Linked DNA regions of Mus musculus: region 1 is linked to region 2. Evidence: chromatin contacts called from public HiChIP or PLAC-seq data. All regions are on one chromosome and are shown on one strand. The core of a region is the stretch at or near the end of the contact, and the rest is flanking DNA. Distances in the headings are between cores, read along the strand shown. Region 1 overlaps Rb1 (RB transcriptional corepressor 1). Region 2 overlaps Gm4606 (NADH dehydrogenase [ubiquinone] 1 alpha subcomplex assembly factor 4).

What was found. HiChIP or PLAC-seq counts read pairs in DNA pulled down with a chosen protein or histone mark.
Region 1: an H3K27ac HiChIP or PLAC-seq map of extraembryonic endoderm stem cells shows a contact between it and region 2. The contact joins two enhancer-like sites. A contact is called at or near these places in 2 of 115 datasets of contacts at active chromatin or transcription factors (embryonic stem cells and extraembryonic endoderm stem cells).

The regions. Positions count from the first base shown.
Region 1 is chr14:73,251,147-73,254,932 of GRCm38.p6, forward strand. All of the region lies in intron 17 of Rb1 (RB transcriptional corepressor 1), which reads right to left. Among named protein-coding and RNA genes, the nearest start is that of Lpar6, 15 kb to the left of the region's middle. Within about 2 kb of position 2,500, at least 121 of the 459 cell types and tissues checked have an H3K27ac peak or open chromatin away from gene starts, as enhancers often do. A contact at or near this core is called in embryonic stem cells and extraembryonic endoderm stem cells, where this site is marked.
Region 2 is chr14:72,844,035-72,848,142 of GRCm38.p6, forward strand. The region is part of intron 1 of Gm4606 (NADH dehydrogenase [ubiquinone] 1 alpha subcomplex assembly factor 4); the gene reads right to left. Among named protein-coding and RNA genes, the nearest start is that of Gm41206, 5.8 kb to the right of the region's middle. Within about 2 kb of position 2,402, at least 26 of the 459 cell types and tissues checked have an H3K27ac peak or open chromatin away from gene starts, as enhancers often do. A contact at or near this core is called in embryonic stem cells and extraembryonic endoderm stem cells, where this site is marked.

The DNA.
Region 1 (3,786 bases), core at 1,250-3,749, 410 kb after region 2:
GTATGTTGGGAATAGAAGTAAAATATGATAAAAATACATTGTAAAAAGTCCTCAATAAAAAGTGTATTTTAAAAAGACTGTGCCACCCAGACACCCCTGAGAAGAATGTGCATTTTCAAAGATCTCTAGATGATTCCTGTGTACATTAAAGTGTGAAATGCACTACTGAGAAAATAGCCCTTACCATGGAAGAATATGCTATCACACAGTTATGCTTCGAGCCTTAGAGTATGAAGGACATGTACATTAGTGATTTAATTAGTGATTCAGAAGAGCAAGCTAAAGGCAACTTCTTTTTACATTTTCTGTCTTTTTTTTTTTTTTTTAAAGGGATGGAGGTCTCACTATATAGCTGTCTGCCCTAGAATTCACTATGTAGACCAGGGAGGCCTTAAACTCAAAAAGACCCTCCTGCCCCTGTCTCCCTAGATATGATTCACTATACCTAGCTGTAAAGGCGACTTCTTATAGGTTGGTAATATAACTGTCTTGGCAAAAGAGATATTCTAAAGACAGACACTCAGGTCTTTCTCTGACTATCAAACTAATGAAACAATGAATCTCAAATTAAAATTTTCTTAGGAATTCCATGCCAAAGGAAGGGAAAGGCTGAATCCTTGGTGGCAGTAAGAGGAGGAACTATATTTTCACATAGTTCTGAAAGCAGAGAATAGAGGCAAGTTGATGAGTGGGACCACACCTTGAAAAAGACGTCCAAGTTACACATGCCTCTTAGACCTCATTTCAGGAGTCCACAGACGGATGTGACTTCCATTTGCTCCTCTTGCCAACGTACCACAGAGAGTAATTTTATCTTTCTCTGTATTTTACTATTACTTATTCCTTGTTTATTGGAGACAGGTAGCTTTCTTAAGATTCCAGAGCATAGGTTTTGACTCCCAAAATTCAAGCAACAGTAAGATACCAAAACACTGAGAAATAAGTACCCGCTTGTGAGAAAAGAGGACAAGTACTGGTTTAAAAAGTGTAACATTTGGGGCTGGAGAGATGGGTCAATGGTTAGAGCACTGGATGTTCTTGTAGAAAACCCAGTTCAGTTCCTAGCACCTATGAACCTCCAGTTCCAGAGGACTTGATGTTTTCTTTTGATCTCTACAGGCATGAGGCACACAAGTGGTATATATATACACACATAAGCAAAACACTCACACATATAATCTAATACAACTAAAAAAGCAAACACAAAAGCCTGTAGCAATCTTTAGTGAATGAGTCCTCCAGTGCACTAACATAATCATGTCTGCAATGGCATCGTCAGCGTGAGAGCAAAAGTACTAAAGCAGGCTTTGTGAGAGAAGGAGGCACAGACTGTTCCAAGAACCCTCCCACCCCACTAGCACACAAAGCTACTGCAGAAAATTGTCTGCTGTCTTCCCTTGTATAAAATACCTCCTTTTTACTCATGGCTGGCTTTTCATCTTCATCAGGAGTAATTTGCAGAGGGGTTGCTTTGTGCATTAGTTTGTGAATATAGGGTCTCCTTCTGTGACCTAGGCCTGCCTAGAACTCAGAAAACAAACTGCTGCTGCAGCTTTTGAATGCTGGGTTTTAGGTAACTGTTAGGGCCACCTTCATATCCTCGATCGCTGCACATTCCCAAATCTGTTGTAAGCAGTCTCTCATCCATGTGTGCTCACTAGTTTGACTCTTACTGGTCTGTCATCTTCCTTCCTTCCCTCCCTCTTTCCTCCTTCCTTTTTTCCTTTTTTTTTTTGCCATAGCTCAGCACAGCACTGTAATTCACTTCTCTACTAGATCACAAGTTCCTTGGAGGCTTGGGGCTATTTCTCATGTTTTGTTTCTTTCACTTGGGCAACTGCAGTTCTTTCCAAATGGCTGATATGCAGAAAGAAGGAGAAAGGAAGTAAAGAAGAAGAGGAAAATGAGGGCCCGGTATTGTCTTGGGAAAAAAAAAGGGCTTTTCTTAAATAATTTAGAAACTATGAAGTAATTCTTTTTGTCAGAGACACACAACCTAGAATATCCCTGAGCCCTATTTCAGCCAGTATCAACAATGTATTCTGAACAAAATAAAATATTTTTCACTTTGACTGTGAAGTCAAGTCTCCCAAGTTACCCAAGACCATAACAGTGAATTGTGGAAAATAGAGGTGTGATATTAAAGAGAAAATGGATCATGGTAAGATATGTTTTCAGAAAGAATTGATTTTAAGAAAAAAAAATCACATGGTAGAAAAAAATCACATTCCAGTCCCCTGGTTCTTGTGTAACTGTCAACATGGCCTGCGCTGTGTCATTGTCCTAACCCACAGTTTTAAAAGTTACTAAGTCAAGTAATCATTATCTCACAATTCAATTGTTTTCCTGTAAGGCACAATTCTTTGTAAACTGTAACTTAAAAAGAAAAAAAAAAAAAAAAAGCCAGCGTATTGTTTCACAGCCAATAGCACAGGCAGGCACGCAACCTTTGTGCCCAGTGCACCAGAGGTTAATGATTCACCACGGAACCAGACAATACAGGTTCTTTCTTTGGCTCCTTCCTTGGCTTTTACAGAGCCACAGGCTTTTCTCCCTTTTGTGTTCACTTCCTGTCAACACTGACTTTTCAAAAGATACCAAAACATCTCAAAAATCTGTTTGTGAGTTTGCTACCAAATCAGGACTCAAACAGGCTGAGTCACTTACTACCATAGTACTGGTGTATAATACTGTGCTTCATGTAATATCTGGGGAAAGAACTGACAAGAAAAATGTTTAACCTTTATATGTAAGAGTATAGTGATCAAAACTAATGTATAAGAACATAGTAATCAAATTAGCTGCATAAGCAAACTCCCTTGTGTTTGGTGACTGAGTCAGCCACGTCTGTCAGTATTTACAGACACAACTTTCTTGTGGTTTTCTAGATAGTATTAAGAGGAAATAATGAACTACTAGCACTTCGGTGTCTCCACAGAGTCAGCTGTACTCCAGAACAGCCCCCACAGAAACACTGTCCTAAACAGTCCTCAGGGACTTCGACATCATAGTTATATGGATCTCACCAATCATGAAGCCTTTCACTTAGAAACTGACAGCCCTGCTGGAGAACAAGAACCAGATTTTGTGGTTTTAAACAACTACAAAACTGAAATAAATAAATAAATAAATAAATAAATAAATAAATAAATAAATCAAAACAAAACAAAACAAAACAAAACAAAACAAAAAAACAGTTCTCAAATGGTGAGCAGCAGGACAAAGGCCCACGAGAGTCCCATGAGACAGCATGCTGCAGCCCACTGCAGGGAAAGTATCCTAGCCGAAACACCGACAGACAATGATGGGAATGGAAACCCACTGGCTCCCAACAAACACAAGTCAACAGCACTGAGGGGACAGGATTCACACAACAGAGCTGAGCAGGTCTGTGGAGACCCACTTCAGCTGGGGCACAGCAGTCCACACCCATGAGATAACTCCCCAGGACTAAAGACGAAGAAGCCCTGGGGGAGCAGAGGCACTGCTGGAGTCCAAACTGCTTCCTACCTGCCACAGTAGACGAGCTTATGATCCATCTACAGGCAGCAGCAGGTAAAGTACTTACAAGATCACCTCTTGGATAGTGGGGGAAATTAGAAAAAGTTTCTGGAATCAGAAAGAAACAAACAAAAAAAGAAAAAAGAAGAGAAAAAGAAAAAGAAAAAGCTGGAGGGAGGGGAGGGAGTACAAAACAATTAAGCTACTTACAATTTAAATGTGTCCCAAAGCACAACTCAAGAATATTATTAAGAATATGAAAATATCCAGGAACCAGTAAGGCAA
Region 2 (4,108 bases), core at 1,152-3,651:
GCCTCTCCACTGTGAGGTTTGAGAACTGGAGTGATTGAGAAGTTGTTAAACTGCTGATCCTTTGCTCCTGGCCATGCTCTCCCCATCACCTCCCCACCGCACCCCTTTCAAATACCTGAGATAAGCAGCCACATTTCCATCTCCTCTAGGCTTAGCCTTTGCACACTGCCACCGTATATGCATTCTGATTGCCTGTTTCTTGGTAAACTGCTGTTGTGTGTGTGGATTGTGTTTGGAGATATGTTCGGTGGTTAAAAGTACTTGTTGCTCTCCCAGAGGACTTGGGTTTTATTCCCAGTACTCACATGGAGTTTACAACCATTTATAAGTCCAATTCTGGGGAGGAGGGGAGATCTAATTCTCTCTTCTGGTCTCCATAGGTGCCATGGTACACAGACACACGTGCATGCAAAACACCCATACAGTGAAAGGTAAAAAATAATGATTTTAGAAATTTTTAAAGAATTTAAAACTGAAACCCCCACAAAAAATACTTTGAAGTATTTGAAGTAGTGAAATTTAAGGTTTTTTTTTTTTTTTAAAAAAAAACAAAGCAAACTTTATGCATTTCTAAAGATGTTTTCTTTTAGTGCATGAAGAAAACAAAATGTACAGGTACATTTGTTATTGTTCATGTGGAGATCCCTGCGAACAATGACATTTTAGACATCATGTTTTCATCTTTCTAAAAACACAGCAGGACAGAGCCCCATTCGACACAGCGAAATAAGTTCCTTAAAAACGTTGGCTAAAGCAGCAGAAAGTGTCTCCTATTTTAAGCACTCACAAACAAGCCCAGTTGGAGAAGAGCTCTCTGAAGATTCAGGCCTCTCTGGTTACTCTATTTTCCAGGTTTCCCTCCCCTGCTTGATTCTCCTGTTTGATAAGAGATCAGGTAACCATGACAACTCTGCACTGTGGCAGGCCTTTGTGTGTGTGTGTGTGTGTGTGTGTGTGTGTGTGTGTGTGTGTATTACATAACTCTGAAAATAAATCTGCTATCTGTTTGACATTTGCTTCCTTTTCTTACAAACTTTTTTTTTCTTTTTAACTCTCAGCACAGTGTATCCTGAAGGAAGCTCTCCACTTGAGAGGATTTTGCTGACAGGAGTGTGGCTTCCTATTAGTGGCATGATGGCTGCACCCTCTGAGGCTCACATTCCCAGCATGGATCCTCCCCATACACACTTCAGACTAAATTATAGCTCTATTATCCAGTTAGTGAAGGCTAGCAAAACCGTGATAGTTCACCGGGGTGTTTTCTAGCCTGAGATTTATGCAGTCTGAGTGTGTGCCATCCAAAATGGAGGCCACTATTACGTGAGCTCTGAAGGTTCACCTCAGAGGCACCGGTTTTATGCCAATGGGAAACATACTCTCGGTTCCTGGCAGATAGAAAGAACTTTTCACTCAATTAGATTTTGATAAGACAGCTTGACCTAATACTCCTTGAAAAATAAAGACTCTAATATAATTTAATATAGGGATATTGGCATGCCAAATGACTAGCTTCTATTATGTGTTCAGAGGAGATTTTATTTTCTGATATAAATCCTAGAAACTTGCTTAGTGATAAGGGTTTTCCTCATAACAAAGCAAATTCTTCAGTTTTCTACATTAGTGGCTATATGTGGCAAGTGACAAGCAGCATAACTCTTGGTTAAATGAGAAAAAGATTAACATCAGGGTCAGAATGAGGCCACTGCTTTCAAAGCAGACCCAGCAGAGACCAGTGCTTGCCTTTACCCACCAGCCTGAGTTGTATCCAGGCAAGCTGTATTGATTAGATGTATTTCCCTAATAGCAATATCCTGCTCTCTCTCTCTCTCTCTCTCTCTCTCTCTCTCTCTCTCTCTCTCTCAGGAACATGCTTGTATCAGGCACACAGAGCTTTCTCCTACATGTCTACCAATTAAGGGTTATTAAGTTTAATGAATTTATTCCACAGCACCCAGCTCTCTAGTATTTATTCAAAAAAAATCTCTTGGGACTTGAGTCTCAGAGCAAAAGATTTCATAAACATGCATATGAATGTGTTAGATGAGGCTGTTTTTGTTGGTTGAAAACAGACAGCGGGTGTGCAACCCTACGATGTCACGATATGACTGTCATGTAAAATGACTGTATTTGCAAGTAAACACCATTCAAGCCACTTTGGCAAGCCCAGAGCCTCTTTGTGCAGAGCAGAGGTTGAGTCCTGCCTGAGGGTATTCATCAAAGAAAGCCACAGGGAATTGGCTCAAAGCAGGGAGGCTAGCCCAGGAACCACCTTAGCAACCTGGGACTCTGCCAGAATTGGGCTTGTATGTGTCCCTCTTTTAATGATGCACCGGATTGCCTAGCTTCTTTACCTGCATATACTAGGCACACACAGCTCTCTCCGAACAAATGCAACTAGAAATCCCAGCCTCTCCACCCCCGACTCCTTACCTCCCACGCCCATGCACATTGAGCTACATGTACACCCCTCCGGGGAGAGGGGAGGTTTCTTCTTTCCTAACTACAATCCAATGTAGATAGTGTCTATTAGAGTACATTACCCGTGTATCTTAGTATAAGATAGGCCGGAAAGGCCAGTCTGGCTGGAATTGGCGTGGGATACTTGTGCAGTAAGGAAAACTGTCCTCAAAATGAATCCCCAAGATTATTTACCATCCTAGGCCTGTGCTTATTCGGGTGTTCACACGATTTTAAAAATGAGATGCACTATAGGAAAAGACACGCACAGTAGGAAAAAGGAGTAGCTATGTGACATAACCTATCAGTCAAAATTGAGAACCACCCAAACTGCTCCGCTTAGTAACCAGTCTCTCCTTCCTTTAGATCCCACAATGCAATGCGAGTACCTTGAGAACCCACAACACGTGGTCTGATATCAATGTTCAAAATGCCTTCTTTTCTAACCGATGCTACTGCTTGCACGTCTCTGTGAGCCCTTCTTTTCAGTTCTTTAAATAAGCGTCCGAAACCCTGAAAATACCTGGCCTAGATCTGAGCACCCAAAACAAGGGGCGGGTACCTTTGTCTAATCCCTAGATAGCCATTGGCTGATGAAAGCCTTGATGAAAGTAGCTTTGGCATATTACCTTCTGTGTTTGCGTAAATTAACTATAACATTAGCAGCACGGGCCAACAAGAGTGAATAATATGAAGAAAAGAAAAAGGACGGCGGTACCGGAAACAGTAAACACACCGCTCCTTGAACATTTTACGGTTAGGGAACTGATAATCAGATTGGCTTTGAATTGCGATTTGATATGACCCACCCCACTCACCCCACCCCATCCACTCCCCCTGCCCCGCGGTGAGCTGCTTACCTCTTCGAGATTTTGCATCTTTATCTTCAAATGGAATAATCCTATCTCAGAGAATTGTTGGGAAGTTTTATCAGTATCTAACAAGTCCCAGAAAAGGGGCTCAATAGATGTTAGCTGAGGCTAGTATGCTTGTCGTACTTCCTCTCTCAACAATGGACCCTGACCTTTGGTGTGGCCATTGCCAATCTGTAAGGAGCAGAAGATGACTTCTGGGTTTGCAGGACAAAAGGTAAAGGGAGGGTGGGCCGTAAACAAAACACCCTGGGATAGGAATGGAGGAGGAGTTTGAAGCACGAGAGCTACAGATGGTTCAATCTGCGGCTGGCATTTAACGGAGAACATTCCAAGATTCGCTTGCTTTTGTTGTTTGATGGTTTGGTTTGGTTTGCATACCGTATCTTGTGACTGTACAGGCAGATTTTTCTGAAGGTGGCTAAGAGCTGTCTCACAGTAATTACCACTTGGGAATTAAAAGACTAGAGGGCAGCTTGTGTTTACTTCTCTGTCAACCATTACCAAGATTGTCAGGACACTCCAAAGGAGGCTCTAGTCTTTGTCTGCTGCTACCCAGCCTGATCATCTGACCCCATATCTTCTATGAGCATAGCAGTTTTAAACCCTCAGACAATCGATGGGACCTGGGCCTCCCTCAGTTCATGTTTAAATAAAGCACATTATTTCTCTTTCCTTTAAATATTTTAAACTGGAAACCAGCTGGGTTTACAAATAGACATTTAGCTGTAAGGGTTTCCCACAAAGATTCCCTGTGCGGTACTCATCATCTGTTTAGA